Regions from separate parts of the Sus scrofa genome. Here region 2 is linked to region 1. Evidence: chromatin contacts called from public HiChIP or PLAC-seq data. All regions are on one chromosome and are shown on one strand. The core of a region is the stretch at or near the end of the contact, and the rest is flanking DNA. Distances in the headings are between cores, read along the strand shown.

Region 1 (2,846 bases), core at 109-2,608:
ATTCAGAACCCATTTGGGTGGTGACAAGACAACAGGGTTTTTCATAATCTATAATCATGTAAACCACACCGAGAAAAAGCTGCACACCAAACTTGCAAGATATGACCCGTATGAGAAGAAAAAGACCTTACGAGAACACTGACAAGAACACAACCAAAGAATAATGTTAAGAGGAACTCAAGGGCAAATATCGGTGCTGACAAAAATTAAAGATGGTTAACCGCCTCATCTGGGGCACTTTGGCAGATTTCCCACCAGAGATGCTGTTCGTAAACTACATATTTAAACAAAACTGGATCGCCAATACAAACATGGCTTTTCTATACTTTTCATTTTATATTATTAAAAATTATACCCCGAGACCTTGTAATACACGTTTGTGGATAAACAGTCACACTACCCAGAAGGCACCTGTAAACCAGATTTGAAGCAGGCATGATGGATAAAGAACTGGATTCAGAAGAAATGGGGATAATCTAATAGCCAGTGGTCAGGAGCTAAGAGAGACATGTGCCAATCTGATCAGTGCTGCATGTTGCAGGGTCTCCATGATCCCTGCCTCAACAGTACTAGAGGTGAAAACACATCCCTCCCTGGATGCCATACCCCTTCTGGCCATTACCAGCCTAATGGTATTCATATGAGGCCCTGGATTGGCTTTGGGCATTTCCAGGCCTACAGTCACAAAATTCCTCCACTCGGCCCTGAACTCTAGGGATACACTTTCAATGGAGGAAGCCAAGGTTTCAGGTATACCAAGTAGCAGGTGCTTGCCATATTCAAATCAATTCGCATTTAGCAATGGGCTTCAAAGGAAATAACTAGGGGTAGGAGCTGCGCAGTATCTTAGTTTTGTTGGCGCCATGTTATTAAGGGCTCAGTGCAAATGTCATCCACATTTATTTAGGCATTCTTTGACCAACCAATTTAAAAAGCCAGTCGCCCTGTCGTGTTTTCTTCATACCTCTATTTGAATTTGCCTTGTCTGTTTACTTTTGTTTTCTCTTTGTCACCTACACTGAACATAAGCTCCAGGAAAGCTGTGGACCTGCAGCCATGTCACCGGCTCTTGGAAGAAACAGCACAAGCCCTATTGCTCTTCAATAGGAATTTGTTGGTTGGTGGTCGGCTGGATGGTTGGCGGGGTGGGAAGAGGTCGCTGCACTAGCAGCTGCTCGAGTCACTCTAGATATATCCGAATCAGCCTGAACAAAGGAATATGGACACTTTCCCAAACGCCTCCGTGCTGAAAACCCGAGCAGAGGAAACAGGCACCATGAGCGAGCCAGGACAGCCTCTCCAAAACGGCGCAGACCGGAAGCGGCAGGAGGCGTTTCCGGAAGTGAGGATTGGAGCCGGCGGAAATGCTCCTGCGACTCGCAGGTGCCCTGTGGAGGCTGTTGAGGGGCTCGGCGCCTGCGGGTGCCCACCACCCCACCCACTCCCGGCCTAGAAATTTCCCTTCCACCCATCTCCTTGAGTGGAGTGTCGGGCCCCAAGCCAGCGGACTGGGAGGTCCGCGCTCCCCTCCTGCTGCTTGGTCTGTTTGCTGGTTGCCCCGACAACAACCACTTCCGGCAACTGTGCTGGGCGAATCCGGCTCGGCGGGTAGGCTCAGGCACCCGCGGTCCTCCAGGACTGTGTAGAGGGTTGCTCAGCAGCACCTGCTTCCTGTAGTGGAGAACTAGATCTCCGCGCACCGTAGCTTCCCCAGCCCCGGAGTCCGACCTGGAGTCGTGGCCCCTCAAACTTTGTTTCCTGTTTCTCCGGGCAACAGCCACTTCCGGGAGCGAGTTTGGTTCCCCCCGCACAGCGGAGGCCGGAGCTCTGGGTTCCGGCCTAACTGCCAGCAGCAGTTAGTCGGTCGACGCGGTTCGCCTGGCGGGTGACCGCGGCCCGCTCCTCCCCCGGCCTTCTCGCCGTCTCGGCGGGGCCTCCGGGGCCACCATGGTTCTGCTGCACGTGAAACGGGGCGACGAGAGCCAGTTCTTGCTGCAGGCACCAGGGAGCACGGAGCTGGAGGAGCTTACCGTGCAGGTGGCCCAGGTTTACAACGCGCGGCTCAAGGTGCAGCGCATCTGCTCAGGTGCGGCCCCGCAGCGCCTCAAGTTTGCGACGTGGGATCCTGGACCGCTCCGGGTCCGGGAGGGAGGGAGAAACGGAGCGGTCTGGAACGGAGGAAGTTGGGCGGGACCCACGAGGCTTTCAGAAGCAGGCTCGGGGCGAGGGTCAAGTTTGTGAAGATTTACAAAAGATGTGCGACAGCCGGGCTTGAAATGGGACCGCGGCGTTCGCCAAGAGATGCTTGGAGAGCTGGCTGGCCCACCCCAGGGTCTGGGAGCCGGGATTGGGGCGCTGGGAGCAAACAAACTGAAATAGGCCCAGTACAGAGGCAAGAAGCACAGGAGGGAACAGAAAGCCTGGGCCCAAGAGCAGGTGTTGTCTGATTTGAGCAAGTGTGAGAGGTGGGACGACCAAAGGGCCGTTTTTTTAAAAAAGGGAATTCCGTGTTTTGTGACTTTTGAGGTAGAACAGTTTCTGGATGAATCGCTCAGCTTTGGGACAGCCTTCAGGGGTGAGAAAGAGTGAGAGAGCCTCGTTGATCTTACCTCTCATGGTGTTCCCTTCCCCAGGAAACAGCCTGAGTCTCATGTTACAATGTTTTGGTCGCTTGCTCTCTCAACGCTCTGGAGCAGTGCCGTCCAATGGAACTTTCCACCGCGGAGCAAATGTTCCTTGGTCGTGCTGTCAGCAAGGCATCCACTAGCTGCATGTGGTGGTTGAGCATGACCAAAACGGCTGCATTTTTTATTTTATTTACGTTTAAATTTAAGTAGGAAGATGCA
Region 2 (3,177 bases), core at 89-2,588, 540 kb before region 1:
AAATGTCTAAGGCAGAAGGCCCCAGCAGAGCAGGCTGGGAGGCGGTATGTGGGTTCTCAAGTCCAGCTGTGGGACAGCAGGTTTCACCCAGTTCCCAGGAAGATAGGTGCCCACACCGTGCCTTTCCCAGACTCACACAGAGGGGCCTTGTGGGCTGGTGTGTCCCAAAGTCTGGTGCATTCAGGGAATTGAATGCCCAATGAATGGTGAGGAGCTTAAACCTCTTTGCCAGTTTTCAGCTGCTCCATGTAGATTTCAGCTGTCCTCATTTGTACCTATTGACCTACAGGTACCGGTCTCTCCATTACTGAGAGTTAAAACCACTCTCTGTCCAGGTCCATTGACCTTGCCCCTTAGGGAGATATGGCTTATCCCCCTGCATAAAAGCTCACGTCCTCTGGATCCAACCAAGTCCCTCATTTGCAGGCATCCCATCAGAATCGCCCAAGAACTTGATGGGATGCTGTCATTACTCTGTGCCCAGCGCATAGCACATAGTAGGTGTGCAACTAAATGCATGGTTGTATGAATGAATCTGTTTCCAAAAACATGGGGACTTCCCTATGGGAACACTTCTCGCCCAGCCTGAATCGGGGTCTATGGTAGCACGCATTTAGCGCCCACTTCTCTGCACACCATCTGTAACCCGCAAAAGTGGTGTACACTCTTCATCTCTGCCGTCCCACCTCTCCGGAGCTACTTCAGCCCCTCCAAAGGCCACCAAGGACAAAATAAAGCAGAAAACAATGCCCGGAGGACCACGCTCCAGATGCTGCAGAAACAACTGTTCACACTCTCGGTCCTAGCTTATTATTTTATACATAGTGATAACTAGCTTTTTTTTCTCTTTTGTCCTTTTAGGGCCGCATCTGCAACATATGGAGATTCCCAGGCTAGGGGTCGAATCAGAGCTATTGCTGCCAGCCTACGCCAGAGCCACAGCAATGCCAGATCTGAGCCTCGTCTGTGACCTACACCACAGCTCACAGCAACGCCGGATCCTTAACCCACTGAGCGAGGCCAGGGATCAAACCCGCAACCTCCTGGTTCCTTGTCGGATTCGTTCCTTGTCGGGAACTCCTAGTTTTGATTCTCTGTTGGCTTAACCTCCTGCAGAATAGAAACTGTACGAAGAAAGCCTGGCTCCTTGGGTTAGGATGTGGGAAGAAGGCGACGAGGAGGCTAGCATGGATGATGCTGACAAAAGATAACGGATTGCTCACCTACCATCATTACCATTGGGGCTTGAGAGGGGCTTACCAGCTTCCAAGCAGGATTCGCTCAGCCACAGCCGCTGCTGTTGGGGCTTCTCTGCATAATACTCTTTCAGGGATACGTGCCTTGTAGACAGTTCTGCTTTTTTGCTCCAGTTCATCCTTGGTGGCTGCCTCTATGCTGTGACCGTCAGTCCCCAGCCCCTTCTATTTCCTCCTTTTCCACCTCGGCCTCTGAAACGCCGTGGAACTGCCCCTGCCAATTACGACTACAGGCAAAAACTGCACACCAACTATCAAGCATCTGTTCCTCAATTTCTCACTAGCTGCAACTTTGAATAACATTTCCTCTGAGTATAAGAAGATGCTCCAAACTGAGAATTTCCTTGCTTACGCAATTTTTTTTTTTTTTTCTGGTGTCTGCCTTGTGGTTTAGATGCCACATCTTAACTTCTCCTTCCTCAAAGGGTCAGTGCAACTCTGCCATCTTGTTCCATCTGGGTCTTTTTCCCATAAGCCATAAACCAAAGTTTGTGAGCATTTTTCCCGTCCCTTTCTGAGCCAGGCTCCTTCCCTGGGCGCTGTCTGAAAATAACTTCGCTACCATCTCACATAGGTCCAATCACTCCAGCTTATCTCATGTCTGTTTTCTGCATGTAGATTACAGTTTTCCCCCTAATACACCAGCAAATACTTGGTGACTGCATATTTATGTGCCAGTATTCTGTAAAGTATAATCTGGGAGACAGACTGGAAAACCTGATTTTTGTCAGCTTGTGTCACGCAAGCCTGTACGAATACAGGAAAGCGTGAGATATGCGGTGAGGGGCATTGTGCAGCGGGGCCCCCATGTCTCTCCTGAGTGATGCAGGGGAATGTGGTATTTCCAGCTACAAAGCATCCTTCTGGGCTTGGAGTTGCTCTGCCCCTTTCCCACCCAAGAAAGCCTAGGAAATTTAGGGGGTGATGGGATATTTTCAAAGGGATAATCTTAAATACTCTTTACTCTCTTTCTCAGATGAGCCATCTTTTGCAAACTGTGAGACTTAGTGACAAAACACCATATCCCCTCTAACCCATGAACCCCATCCATGCAGCTCAGGGTACTGCAGTTGAAGCTGGTTGGCAAAGATAGGGCTGTTTTCTGATCACACTTCAAAGAAAGAAATGGCGTTCTCGAACTGCCTTTGCTCGCAACTGCCGATTGCATTTGGCAGAACGAGGTTGTGCAGAGAGATAAGCCTGGAAAAGGGGCAGTTGCTGTTACATTCTTGGTTGATTGTGGCCCCTCCTAACGCAGGAAGTATGCGAGTATCTCATACTCAAGACTGGAGCCAAAGCTGTCATGTCATTTCCACACCTCTCTGAGTCTCAATTTCCTTGTGTGGAAGCATGGGCATTTTCATGCTTGCCTCTTAAGGACTGTGGTGGAAATTCAGTAGAAAGAATTTTGTGAGAGCCCTCAGCACTGTGCTGGGATTAAGTGGTTTCTTGATAAATATTTGCTGGGTGCAAAAAAAAAAAAAAAAATAATAATGGTATTTATTTAAGAGTCTGCTATGCAATTTTTCTTTCTTTCTTTTTATTTATTTATTTATGTATTTATTTTGTGTCTTTTTTGCCTTTTCTACGGCCACACCTGCGGCATATGGAGGTCCCCAGGGTAGGGGTCTAATCGGAGCTGTAGCCACCAGTCTATGCCAGAGCTACAGCAATGCGGGATCTGAGCCGTATCTGCGACCTACACCATAGCTCATGGCACTGCCAGATCCTTAACCCACTGAGCAAGGCCAGGGACCGAACCCACAACCTCATAGTTCCTAGTTGCATTTGTTAACCACTGAGCCACGATGGGAACTCCGCTATGCAATTTTTCTTGATAAAACACACGAGAGCTGCCTTGCAGGGTATCATGCTAAAATGAGAACAGGTGGAAACTGTCTTAAGGGGATAAGAAGAGGTG

The links. HiChIP or PLAC-seq counts read pairs in DNA pulled down with a chosen protein or histone mark.
Region 2: an H3K27ac HiChIP or PLAC-seq map of alveolar macrophages shows a contact between it and region 1. The contact joins the promoter of IFNAR2 here to the promoter of C13H21orf59 in region 1. A contact is called at or near these places in 2 of 47 Hi-C or Micro-C datasets (embryonic fibroblasts and epiblast stem cells) and 1 of 2 datasets of contacts at active chromatin or transcription factors (alveolar macrophages).

The regions. Positions count from the first base shown.
Region 1 is chr13:196,223,907-196,226,752 of Sscrofa11.1, reverse strand. C13H21orf59 (UPF0769 protein C21orf59 homolog) reads left to right here and starts at 1,358. Exons shown (of 7, transcript XM_003132752.4): 1 at 1,358-2,086. The coding sequence starts at 1,948. It overlaps LOC102160250 (40S ribosomal protein S24-like), which reads left to right. Exons shown (of 1, transcript XM_005670326.1): 1 at 1-142. The coding sequence ends at 142.
Region 2 is chr13:196,764,248-196,767,424 of Sscrofa11.1, reverse strand. It overlaps IFNAR2 (interferon alpha and beta receptor subunit 2), which reads right to left and starts at 1,338. Exons shown (of 10, transcript NM_001204775.2): 1 at 1,261-1,338. The region is part of intron 4 of LOC110256370 (40S ribosomal protein S2-like); the gene reads left to right.